Linked DNA regions of Bactrocera dorsalis: region 1 is linked to region 2. The links are chromatin contacts, called in public Hi-C maps. All regions are on one chromosome and are shown on one strand. Each heading gives the region's core, a stretch centred on a gene start, on an enhancer-like site or on the middle of the called end of the contact. The rest is flanking DNA. Distances are from core to core; before and after follow the strand shown. Region 1 overlaps LOC105231772 (headcase protein). Region 2 holds the start of LOC105231772 (headcase protein).

Region 1 (6,760 bases), core at 2,982-5,481, 66 kb after region 2:
TATGACTTCGCCATGCCACAGCTACGCCGCCCCCGAGCAGAGCATTGAGCTTTGCTTGGCTTGCAGCTGTTTCGCGAGAAGATGCTCACTTTTCGTTCGTTTTCGAATAAAAACTAATTTCAAATGAATTAAGTAAAGTAAAATATTTTTGTTCGTTAATAAATGTCTACAGATTGAGTGCGAATGCTGATTTTTTGGGGATTTTATGTATGTATGTATGTATTTATGTTTATTATGTGTCCACGCCAATAAAGAAGAATATATGGATTTGTATAAGTGAGGCATAAAACGGTTGTCAGGGCAAGAAGAAAAGTAAGCAAAAATAATTTCTGAAATTTATTAATCTAAGGACAATCTACAACTTATCTTCGGCGGATTATTTGCTATTTATAGAATAATTTCTAATATTCATAAGTATGTTGTATGAAAAAATGATAAAAGCTGTGTGGCATATGTAAGTGTATTCAGCTGAAAAAGTTCCATCATCCTAATCACCTCACATCACAATAATTAAATGCTTCTCTTATCGCACCGTATCATATCTCTCCATTTATGCCTTTAATTGAATTTAAGAAGTTACATGGGTTTCCTCTGGTAATTTCAATAATTTTTTCTCATATAAAAAATGAAATATTTTTTTTAGAATTTTTTATTGTTACAAATATACACTATTAACAAAGAAATTCTGAAACCTTTGGAAAAAAATATTTTAAACTCAGGCACTGTGACGAAAAAATCCTTCCTTCAAGTCTTTAAGAATTGTATCTTAAAGACCTGTGCAAAATTTCATAAAGATCGGTTCAGTACTTTTCGAGAAATCCTTTTCCTTTAATACCTTTCATTTAATGATCGTTTGCTTCCTAATATGAATGGGTAGTATATTTGAATCTGAAGGTAATATAAGAAAACGCACTAAGCGATCTTCAAACAAAACAGGAATGATCTCTTAAGCATTCAAAATTAATTTCCTCATAATTTTTATTGAGTATCTTTCGTTCAAAATTAAAAGGTTTTTCGTTTCCTCAAAGAATTTTTCTTAAATGATGAGATCTACAATACAAAAACGATCCCAATTTATATCCAATAGATGCTGTAAATATTTCATAAATATTTTATGCTATTACAACAACAACTACTTACAAGAAAGTATAAAAAAATCAGAGGAAAAAATATAGAACGAAGCATCAAAGGAATTTTACATCACAGCGAATCATCAATAATACGTGTAGAAGACCAAGCGTTCGCTCCCGAATAGCTAATTTTCGTTAGCAGAATTGTCGATACTATACTTTCTGAAAAATTCTGTATTAATTCTTAGTTATATTATTTATCGCACTGAGTTGGATTTATTTAGTTTATTCAAAAATAAATATTCTAATCAAAACAACGTCGCAAATGTTCGGAAATAATCGAATTCTGAGAGAAATCTTAAAAAAATATATTTTTTTCTCTACTTTGTTTCGTTCTTGACACGACACAATCGCATTCGTGTCTGGAAAAAACGGTTTACATACTTATACCAGTAGCTTGTATGCTCTACAATGACAGCAACAAGGTTATTGGCGAAACGATAGCGCCTTTCTGCCTTCGCTTTCTCATATCGCTCATCTCAACAGCTTTGATTCGAGTTAATTGCATCACTGCGCAGCGTTTTCCGTAAGCATTTGCAGTTAGCGCGCAGATTAATAACCAAATTACACATTTGTCTATAGATACAACACTACACTGTTGCTGTTGCTGATTTTTAGCGCTGAGTTGCACGTGTGGCAGCGGTTAATGCGAACACAGACAGCAACAAATTAACATAAAAAATGCATTATGGGAACTCTGTGGCATTTGATTAACAAGCCGAGCTGTGGTTTCGTCGCCGCTAAAACAACCGTTGTAATGCTTAGCCATCCACATGCCCACGTACTTTGTTGCTTCAGTGCATGTGTGTGCGTGTGCAGTGCACATGTATTGTGTGTGCATAGACAAGTGCAACGATTATTGAACTTTAGAAACATGTTAGCGGTATTTTAGGTTTGTTGTGGCGTTGGAAGCGCCGAGCAGCATTAATTACATTTGCAATTACAATTACAAATTACGCTAATGACTCATACGACTGTCCAGTTGAGTTAGTCAGCGACGAAAGTGAACGTGATTTTCACACAAATGGAAAAATGAAATTCTGAATATTTTAGCGTTTTTGTAATGCATTTTAGTATTTGTAAATATTTTATTAGCGACCATTACTAATTGATTTTTTACTTATATTTTCTTCTCTCTCTCTCTCTCTTTGCAGGTAAGTTCACTAGTACTGCCTGCTAATTTTCATATAAATATAAATATTTCAGTGGGTAAGTGTGAAATTCCCAAAAAGCATTCAATTTTGAAGTTATTTACTGCTGCAACAACAACAACTTACAGCTTAACAAGCTGACTTTGGCTGTTAATTGTTTTAAGCGCAAAATATTTAATTGTAAATACATATGAAATTTTAACACAGCAAAGACCACCGCTCATGTCGTCTGCATGTCTGTATTGATTTGAGTCAAACAGAAAATTTTTCGGTAAAGAAAAAAAAATAAACTTCAGTTGTCTTGAAATTAAAATACCACTCACAAATAAAAAAGCTGCCATACAATTTGATATTGATCGACCAGTTTGTATGGCAGCTATATGCTATAGTGTTTCGATTTGAACGAATTTTTCTAATATTATACCTTTGACTCGGATCACAATCCATGCCAAATTTCGTCATGATATCTCATCAAATTAAAAAGTTTTTCATACAAACGTTTGAGAACGATCGGTCAGTTTGTATAGTTGCCATATGCCATGCTATAGTTGTTCGATCTGAACAATTTCTTCGGAGGTTGTATTATTACTTTAGGCAATGACTCTTACCAAATTTTGTGGAGATATCTTGTCAATCGAAGAAGTTTTCCTTACTAGAACTAGATTTTTAAGGTTCAGTTTGTATGTCAGCTATATGCTAAAGTTGTCCGATCTGAACAAATTCTTTCGATATTGTACCGTTCCCTCGGACAACAATCCATGCTAAATTTCGTGAAGATATCTCATCAAATTAAAAAGTTTTTCATACAAGCGCTTGATTCGATCGTTCAGTTTGTAGGAAAGCCTTTTGCTATACTTGTTCGATATCGGTAATTTCGACAAATGTGTAACCTCTTGGAGAGAAAAAGACGTGACAGATGGACATACCTAAAACCACTTAACTCGTTACATATACATATAAACACTTTATAAGGTTTTCGACGTTTCCTCCTGGGTTTTACAAACTTCATAGTCAATTTACTATACGCTGTTGAGGGTATAAAAAATAAATCGATGAATTTTTCATTTCTGCCATTTATTTAGCTGTAAATATGTACAACAAACAAACAGCTGGCAGTTTGACTGAAGCAATATGGCAGCATTGACGAAAAAACAATATATCGCTTATATCATACATATACACACACATATACATAGCTGCATATGAAACACTTGTTAATTCGCATACAATCAATATTTATGAAGTTTATTAAAAATTTCACAGATTTTCTGCTTATTTTTCGTTTGTTTTAACGAGTTCTCAATGTCAAAGAGTCAGTAGCAGAATGAAGGCGAGTTAATGAATGTATGAAGCACAACGCACACATGCGCAAAAATACAAGCAACTTAAAAAAAAAAATATTAAATAAAAGTTTGCGTATTTGCATGCCACACATTGACACAAATTATACAAAAAGAGAACCTTGTGTGCGAGTCGCCACATATTTTTGTTGCATTTTTTCCACACACACATGTAAATATTTACACAGAAGAGTCCTTAAAAAACTGACATACACAGTTTGTTGAAAACAAATAAAAAGTGCTTAAATAAAAGTTATTTATATTCAACAAATAGCGCGCCAGACGTTGAAAAAATAATTGCAAGGATATTCAAAGCCACCACACACACACACACATACATGCTATAAACACAGACATATACATACATATGTATGTATGTGTCTGTGACGTGCAGTTAACAGCATTCTCGCAGATTATAAAAAGACAGCAGTGACTTTGATTTGTTCGCAATTAAAAGGAGACTGTAAATACGCTTAATTGCCAGCGGGCAACAATTGCTCATAGCCACACATACTGCTACATATCTACACACACATACTTATGTACATGCCAGTAGTTCGTGTGTGGCCATGCTAAGCTCCAGACTAGCACTTTGTATGTACTTTGTGTCTGGCATTATGGAGGCGCACATGCGGGAATGCAATTGCCACGGGATCAACTGGGGTTAAGCGCAAATAAGTGAGGTGCTTGAAAAGCGCAAATGGAGCAGGCGAAAAAGAGCGCAATAAAAATTGCTCTATAGAAAACGAAAGTATGGGTATGTGGTCAGTCAAGCGGCAAAGGCCGGCAATAGACGGTCGGCAACATATGGTCAAGAAGCAAAATGTAATTGCCAGCGAGAAAGAGAGAGAAATGGTAAAAACACACTTACATACAAACGCATGTCTGGCGGGTAATAGCGAAATCATGCTCAGTAGTGGCTCTATTTTAAATTGAACATTGTAAGCTGCGGTAATTAAAGTATTTAAACAATATGGATTGCAGTTTGAATTGGAGAAAATATGCGTTTTTACAGTAGTAACCACTTAATTGACTCGTCATTAAATTAATTAGCTGCTTTTTGGAATCAGCTCATCCATTGAAAATATTTTGAATGTGAAATGTTCGCACAAAATTCGTCACAATTTTTTTTTAGGAAATTTTTAAATAATTAATAATTTTAATTATGCAAAAACTCTTCTAAAATTATTAAAATAGTACTAAAATGTTATGGAGTAAGTAAAACGTTTTGCAGATGTGGAGCCAGTCATCCGTTTAATTATTTTGCGCAAATTTCAATCCAGAAATTTTTTTTATCAAAATACTTTAAAACTATTTACAACGGTTAATTGTGCAACAATTATCGTCAGAAAAATTAAAATTATGTGAATTTATTTTTCTGGAGCTGTTTAAGTGATCCGGTTTACTATAATTTTATATACTATTATAATTTTATTACTCATTTTAGAGAAAATCTCATACTTAAAATTTGTTATAATCAGATTTAGAAGATTTTATCTCGTTTAATCGCGCAAAATTTAACGAAGACACTTTAAAATTGAAAAAACAAGTCTAACTTCGGCTGCATCGCAGCTATAATACCCTTCACGAGTATATTTCTTATAGCTTAAAAGGGTATAAAAAGGTTTAAATCGGTAAATTTGTATGGCAGCTATATGCTATAGTAGTCCGATCGGGATAATTTCTTCGGAGGTTATACCGTTGCTTTAAGCAATTATTTATACCAAATTTCGTAATGATATCTCGTCAAATAAAAAAGTTTTCCATACAAGCATTTTACTCCGAACGTCCAATTTGTATGGCAGCTATATGCTATAGTAGTCCGATGTAGAAAATGTCTTCATATATTGTAGCATTGTATTGGATAATATTCTATGCGAAATTTCGTAATGATATCTCGTCAGATGAAAAACTTTTCCATACAAGCATTTTACTCCGAACGTTCAATTTGTGTGACAGCTCAAATCACTATAGTATATAGCGGTCCGATATCGGCGATTCCAACAAAATGAACAGCTTTTTGGGTAGAGAATAATGTGTGCAAAATTTCAAGACGATATCTCAAAAATTAAGATACTAGTTCGCGTATATACAAAAAGACAGACTAAAACGACTTTATAAGATATCCAACGTTTCTCACTGTCTTTTATAAAATTCGTGGCACCCAAGTCAGGGTATGAAAAGTCGACAAAAATGTCGTGATTACAGCATGTTCCATTAATCTCGTTTACACTAATTGTACCAGCTACTGCATTCATTTAATTGACTCAGCCCCTAATTGAGCCACAAATTTACTCAATTTTGCAGTGAATACTGTATGCAATATAAATATATTCTAGTATTCTCAATGTGGATCGGTTTTCGCCGAAAAAATGTTTTGTTAATTTTTGGTCTTTCGCTCTTTCATATTCCCCACATGCGCCGCCACTAATACCCCTAATTAATTTAAAACAAATAAACGCGGCGCTGACACGAAAATTTATTGACGATTAGTTATTTAATGTGCTTGGTCTTGCAAGTCAAACGAAATGTTGGGTGGGTACGTGTTTACGAATTTGCATAATTTTAGTTCGCCGTCAGTCACAGTTGTTGCCTCGATTTGTATTTATTTGCTTGTTTTTTTTTTATTTATTTTTCATTTTAATTTTTTTCACACAAGCACGTAATCGCAGCTGCAGTGAGCTGAATTATATTTTGAGTATTTCAGTTTTTTTTTTTTAATTTTAAATACAATTTTTTTTTTGTATTTTTTTATTTAATCTTTTTATTGTATTTTTAGCTGTTTCTTTGAATTTTTTTTATTTTATTTTTATCTTTTGTTTATTTAGTTATTTTTGGTAGCAAATTTTGTGACATTATGAATGGTGATGGATCGACAACGGTGACGACGTGACATTGGCTTTTATACCGACGGACACATAGCTATTTACATATCTATATATGCTATTTACATATACATATGTATATATCTTTAAATCGCTCATTTATGTGTTAATGCCTTTTTCGGCACGAATTGTCAAATGATGAGTGAAACAACAAGAGGAAATAGCAACAACTAGCACAGTACGGCAATGTCTCACATATGTATGTACATATATACAATGCTTGGAAAATAATTTGCTTGCTGCAGCACAACTAT
Region 2 (6,325 bases), core at 3,377-5,876:
GTTAATGTTTGAAATGGAAATGATTTTTAATACCTTAATGCCTTTCGCTGTGTCTAGGCATATTCTATGTTCGTATCTTTCTATGAGGATGGCAGAGTGTTTGCAAAGAAGATGGAGTATCTACAATGAGAATATATAAATAGATGAATTTATAAATATGTATGTATATTACAGTGATTTTACTTAAGTTGTTTTCGAGAAATATTTGTGCTTATTTCCACTCTTTAAATCCACTAAAGAATCTAATACAGTTTTGATTTTTATTATTTTCTAAACATATTTTTGATTTGATTTTGATCGGTCAGTGGGAAGAACAACTTTTTGCTATAGTGGTATGATCTGAACGATTCAGTACTATCCCATTTATTAAAAATAAATCCAAATAAATCCATTTATTGCTGTGGTGTGTGAGATGTGGCGCCTTCTTGTTGAAACCAAATAACGTCGAGATCACGAGATTCAATTTCAGGCATCAAAAAGTCGCTTATCATGGCCGGTCGCCATTAACCATTGCCAAATAATACTGAACAAAAATAGCATGACAACTTGAAATGACTCATGCGTGATCTGTCAAAAACAGGCTTTTGAAAAATGTCTACTAGCCCCAAGGAAAACAACCATCAAGTGTCGGTAGCCTAAGTTTAGACGTGGCGAAATGAGCATCGAAGACGGTGAGCACAGTGGATACCCATTTGTAATTGTTAACATTAAAAAGTCCAATAAATAGTTTTGGATGACCGTAAAGTGAAGTTGTTCCAGTTAGCAGGCACTCTAAAGATGTCAGATATTGATCGAAACCAACGACGATGATTTTGAATCACATCGACCCAAATCGAGGTTACATCTCCGAAAGTGTAATCCTTTCTTCTTCTTCTTCTTAATTGGCGTAGACACCGCTTACGCGATTATAGCCGAGTTAACAACCGCGCGCCAGTCGTTTCTTCTTTTCGCTACGTGGCGCCAATTGGATATTCCAAGCGAAGCCAGGTCCTTCTCCACTTGGTCCTTCCAACGGAGTGGAGGTCTTCCTCTTCCTCTGCTTCCCCCGGCGGGTACTGCGTCGAATACTTTCAGAGCTGGAGTGTTTTCGTCCATCCGGACAACATGACCTAGCCAGCGTAGCCGCTGTCTTTTAATTCGCTGAACTATGTCAATGTCGTCGTATATCTCGTACAGCTCATCGTTCCATCGAATGCGATATTCGCCGTGGCCAACGCGCAAAGGACCATAAATCTTTCGCAGAACTTTTCTCTCGAAAACTCGCAACGTCGACTCATCCGTTGTTGACATCGTCCAAGCCTCTGCACCATATAGCAGGACGGGAATTATGAGCGACTTATAGAGTTTGGTTTTTGTTCGTCGAGAGAGGACTTTACTTTTCAATTGCCTACTCAGTCCGAAGTAGCACCTGTTGGCAAGAGTAATCCTGCGTTGGATTTCCAGGCTGACATTGTTGGTGGTGTTAATACTGGTTCCTAAATAGACGAAATTATCTACAACTTCAAAGTTATGACTGTCAACAGTGACGTGAGAGCCAAGTCGCGAGTGCGACGACTGTTTGTTTGATGACAGGAGATATTTCGTCTTGCCCTCGTTAACTGCCAGACCCATTTGCTTTGCTTCCTTATTCAGTCTGGAGAAAGCAGACCTAACGGCGCGGGTGTAGAGGCCAATGATAACAATATCATCGGCATACGCCAGCAGCTGTACACTCTTATAAAAGATTGTACCTGCTCGATTAAGTTCTGCAGCCCGAATAATTTTCTCCAGCAGCAGATTGAAGAAATCGCACGATAGGGAGTCGCCTTGTCTGAAACCTCGTTTGGTATCGAACGGCTCGGAGAGGTCCTTCCTCGACTACGTAAACGACGTAAAACAATACGCCGACCAGACTTACGACGCAACAAACTTCAGACATGCACTGCACTGACCGGCATTCAAAGTGGAGGCAATCGCAACTTCACCCACTCCCTCATAGTGAATGGCGTACTTGGAGTGAAACCACCACCCATTGCAGATGGAGAGCTCGGGTTGCCGCGAGAATCGAATGTGCAGCTTCGTTCTGGATACTGTACCAGGTTAAACATATCAAATATATCTCCAGCGTGCAAAGAGTCTCGGCATGACACTAACTCCACTTTGAATGCCCTGCTAATACTACACATCTAACACCTCCATCCCTATGGTCCAACCCCGTCGAAACAGCACTTTTCCTGGGTCTGCCGTTGGATGACCTCGATGACAACTTATCTAATCCTTACCATCCTAATGAACACTAAGTATCCGTTACAACAACAACAACAACAACAACGAGTTGGTGATTCGGATCAGTGTTTGGAGATGTTCAAGCGTAATAAACCCGAACTCCATCATTTCCCTCCGATGTCCAATTGAAAGTAATCCGAGTAGACTGCACAGGTCGGCTGGCAGAGTTGCGGCCATCTATATTTTGGATACGCATGAAATAATTTTTTGAAAAGATTTTGAAAATTTTTTCACTTGAAAAACAGAAGAGCCGTCAACAGCGACTATTACGAGGCGGTATTGAACCATTAGAAGGACGAAATCGCTGAAAAATGGCCGCATTTGAAGAAAAAGAACGTGTTGTTTCACCACGTCAATGCACCGTGTCACAGGTCAAAAATCTATGAACTGGCCTTTGAATTGCTTCTCCGTCACCGTGTTCTCCAAAGAAGGCCGCCAGCGACCATTTTCTGTTCTCAGATCTCAAAAGATCTCGCTGGGAAAAGTTTTCGTCAAATGAACAAGTGACGCCAAAACTGAGGTCTGTTTTAAAGCAAAGAACAAATCGTAATACAAAAATGGCATCGAAAAATTGGAGGGTCTCTGTAATAAATGTATTACCCTTGAACGTCGAAGGGAACGAATTTTGACAAACAATAATTTTTTACTATGATAAGGCGGGGACTTTTCAATTGATCTGTTATATAAAATATACAGAATAATAGAGAGAAAACCGAGATCTGGAGAAGAAGAGAGAAAAAATCTGCAAAACATTGTTACAGAGCACTAAGCCAACCTGAGAACTCTAGGAACTATCCCCGATCTCTCCCTGTGTACAATATAACAGAGAAAATTCAAAATTTATTGGCATGTTATGCTTTTGCTGTGATTTGAAGAGGGATCCGTTTTAGTTATTAGATTTTAGTTCAATACTCTAAAATAAAACATCTCAACATTTAGTGCAATGCCATTTATAGCTTCTACTTTCGAATACCCTCGGTATTTTCCAATGTGTCCTTGACTAGTATCTAAAACCATATTTACTTCATGAAGCAATTGTAACTAGCCGACTCTGGTGGTCAGCTTAGAACCTGAATATTATTTTGACTGAATCAATCTTTGACCTGCTTCGATATGTTTCCGGTCATTATTTTACTCAAACATACATATTTTTAACCCGAGCAGGTTTTGAAAATTCTAACATGGTGGAAAATAGTCATTGAATCCTTGAATTAATGAAAGTTCTGTCTCTATTCTGTAACAAGCCGTGCTTAATCATTAGATTACTGTATTCTATTAAAAAATGGTATAATTGTGTACATATGTATGTATGTATGTATATATGTACTTACATATGTACATATCCATATAAAGCAATATAATGGGATACCTATTAGAAATTCTATTCAGCAAATCAAAATTAGCTCTAATTATAATGCAATAAATAACTGTTTGCATACATACATACATATGTATGTACATACACACATTCTTATGTATGCAATTCGCTTTTCATATCACAACTCAGCAATTTCGGCCAGTCAGCGCTGCAGCAAACAAAAGCGAAAAATGCAGTCGTCGCACAAGCACTGCGCTGCAATGCACATCTTTATGCACATTCACATTTATGTTTACTAGCTAATACATATTTATCTATATCTGCACTTATGTAAACATGTATGTACATATGCATAAGCATAAACATAGCCATCACAATCTGCATGCAGCGAGTACCATAGCGAAAATTCTGATTGGAATCATGTGCTTCATGCCGCTGGAATAGCGCACGAACGTACATTTTTATTCTCTGCAATTCCATGCGCTTCTTAGCAGCGCAGCTGGCAGCGAACCGGCAAGTTATAAAAAAGAGGGGTTGTTTTTGTTGTACAATTTTTGCCGGCTATGTTTTTTGCAATATTTTGTAAACGAAAAAAGCAACACAATAGCGTTATCTCGTTTTCACCGCACTCAAAATAGTATGACGAACATGTTGGAAGCCAACCGAACTTGTTTGGTGCTATGGCTCGAAGCTTTGCGCCGCAGTAACAGAAAATATTAACAGCGACTGCGCAGTAAGCAGTTGCGCAGTATTGTTGTTGCTCTCCCATAGATAATTTCCCTGCATATTGGTTTTTTCAACGCTGCTGCTTGTCTTTATCTCTGCATTTGGCACACCGAAAACAATCAACGTGTTTAAACACGTTCTGTTGTTAATGACGTTCACTGTTACGTCGCCGTTAGTTGGGGCAGAGACTGTTAAAATAATTTCCTGTTGTATGATTTTGAGCGAACTTGTTGCTGGGGCGAACATCGAACTTGGTCGTTTTTTATTTTGAAATTTTTCTGTTCGAACGGAGCTCACGCCGACAAAGTTGCCAACAAATGGAAATAGTTTAAATTTCGCTTTCTGCTGAACAAGTTGTGTTACGGATCATAGCGGAGTGCGTTGTTCATAGTGTGTCAGCAGTGAAGTAGCTGAAAAAATAAGTAAAAACTACAAAGTATTAGAAAAATAAACAGTAAGCATAGTAAACGGAAAAATCGCGAGTTCTGCCAATTATAGCAGAACTAATGAAAACTTTTTGTGTAATTGACGAATACGTATTACTAGTTTTTGGCGAAATGTATTAAGTTGCTTAACTCGAATTTCGAATAATATTATATACTGCCTGAAACGCAAAGAACAAACGAAATAAGTTCGCCGTGTTGCGGTTCTGATTTGACATTTTTGCACTTTGCAATTAACAACTAAATTAGAAAATAGTTAAATCTTTTTGATCATTCACTTTTTAGTAGCCGCGAAACCACAATCGACAACCATTATAGTGATTCCCAGCGCGAGCAACGAAAGTGAATAAGAGGAAGTGTCAAAAGATGCAAATTAGTTTTTTTGTTTGCCGAATTTACAATCGACTCGTCAATTCTTATTGGAATAATGCTTTCTAGTAGCAGACGTTCGTGAAAAAAATTTATGCGAAGATAAAAGGCTTAAATAATTGAAACCAAACTCAGGAATCCACTTGGATATAAATAAAACTATTAACGGAATACTTATGAACTAATGGAAATGTATACAAACATATGTATATAACCAATTTAAAAAATCCTTTCGACGTTTAATAATGAAAATGCGATATTTTATTATCGTATACAGTTAAAACTAAAGAATGAATTTCTAATATAAATATAATGTTTTGATATAAAAATAAAACCGATAACAGGAATAATATATAACTTTTGATACAAAAAAAAAAACAAGTTTTATTAGCAAAAGTGTGCATTGCAAGGGAAATGTATTTTCCCCTTGTGGAAGAGTCGAAATTTTCGGTATAAAAATATAACAAAATTACAAAACGCCATAATATTTGCATATTTCAAATATAACTGGTAATTTTGTAAATAGTATTTGAAATAAACGTACACAATAAAATTTCAAGAAAATAATATCTAACCATTCAAAAGCATTAACCCTTTAATGGATTTATGACAAAAAAATTAAGAGAAAAAGAGAAATATTCGCTTTAAAAGTTCAGCACACAATAAAAATAACAAATAAGAACAAAATAGCGGTGACAAAAAAAATTTTAAATCATGTCTCCCTTTAAAAAAATCCAAATTGAATTTCAACTGTGAAAACAAACCAATACCTACTAATAAAAGTAAATTTTTGTAAAATAAACTACAAACATTGAGCATCGGCATCCTATCCAACTACTAAATGCTACTTATGGCGCCACGTCGTGACAGCAATAGCGCCAACAGCAGCACCAATCTTTTAGTTCAACATCAATTGCCACAATCTCAACAGCAGCAACAACCGCAACAAAGTCAGCAACATATTCAAGCATTTTTGTACTCCACATCCTTATACAACGGGGCCAATCTACTTGATTCCAATAACGGTTCTACCTTGATCACTAACAACAGCAACAGCGATAATCATAACACCAACAATAATTTGAATAATAGCAACGGCAACAACATCAACATGTCACCCATGCAAACGGGTAATTTGACACATGCAACGCTGAATGGTACCACTGGTGCTGTTGGTCCGTCCTCCGGCACTCAGAATGGCCAC

What was found. Hi-C and Micro-C count contacts between places; a contact is called where the count stands out from the background.
Region 1: a Hi-C map of whole body shows a contact between it and region 2, with 2.6 times the contacts expected there. The contact joins the enhancer-like site here to the promoter of LOC105231772 in region 2.

What each region holds. Positions count from the first base shown.
Region 1 is chr2:34,398,495-34,405,254 of ASM2337382v1, forward strand. The region is part of intron 1 of LOC105231772 (headcase protein); the gene reads left to right. Among protein-coding and RNA genes, the nearest start is that of LOC105231772, 65 kb to the left of the region's middle. Within about 2 kb of position 4,232, the one cell type or tissue checked has open chromatin away from gene starts, as enhancers often do.
Region 2 is chr2:34,332,069-34,338,393 of ASM2337382v1, forward strand. LOC105231772 (headcase protein) reads left to right here and starts at 4,627. Exons shown (of 6, transcript XM_011213228.4): 1 at 4,627-6,325. The coding sequence starts at 5,963.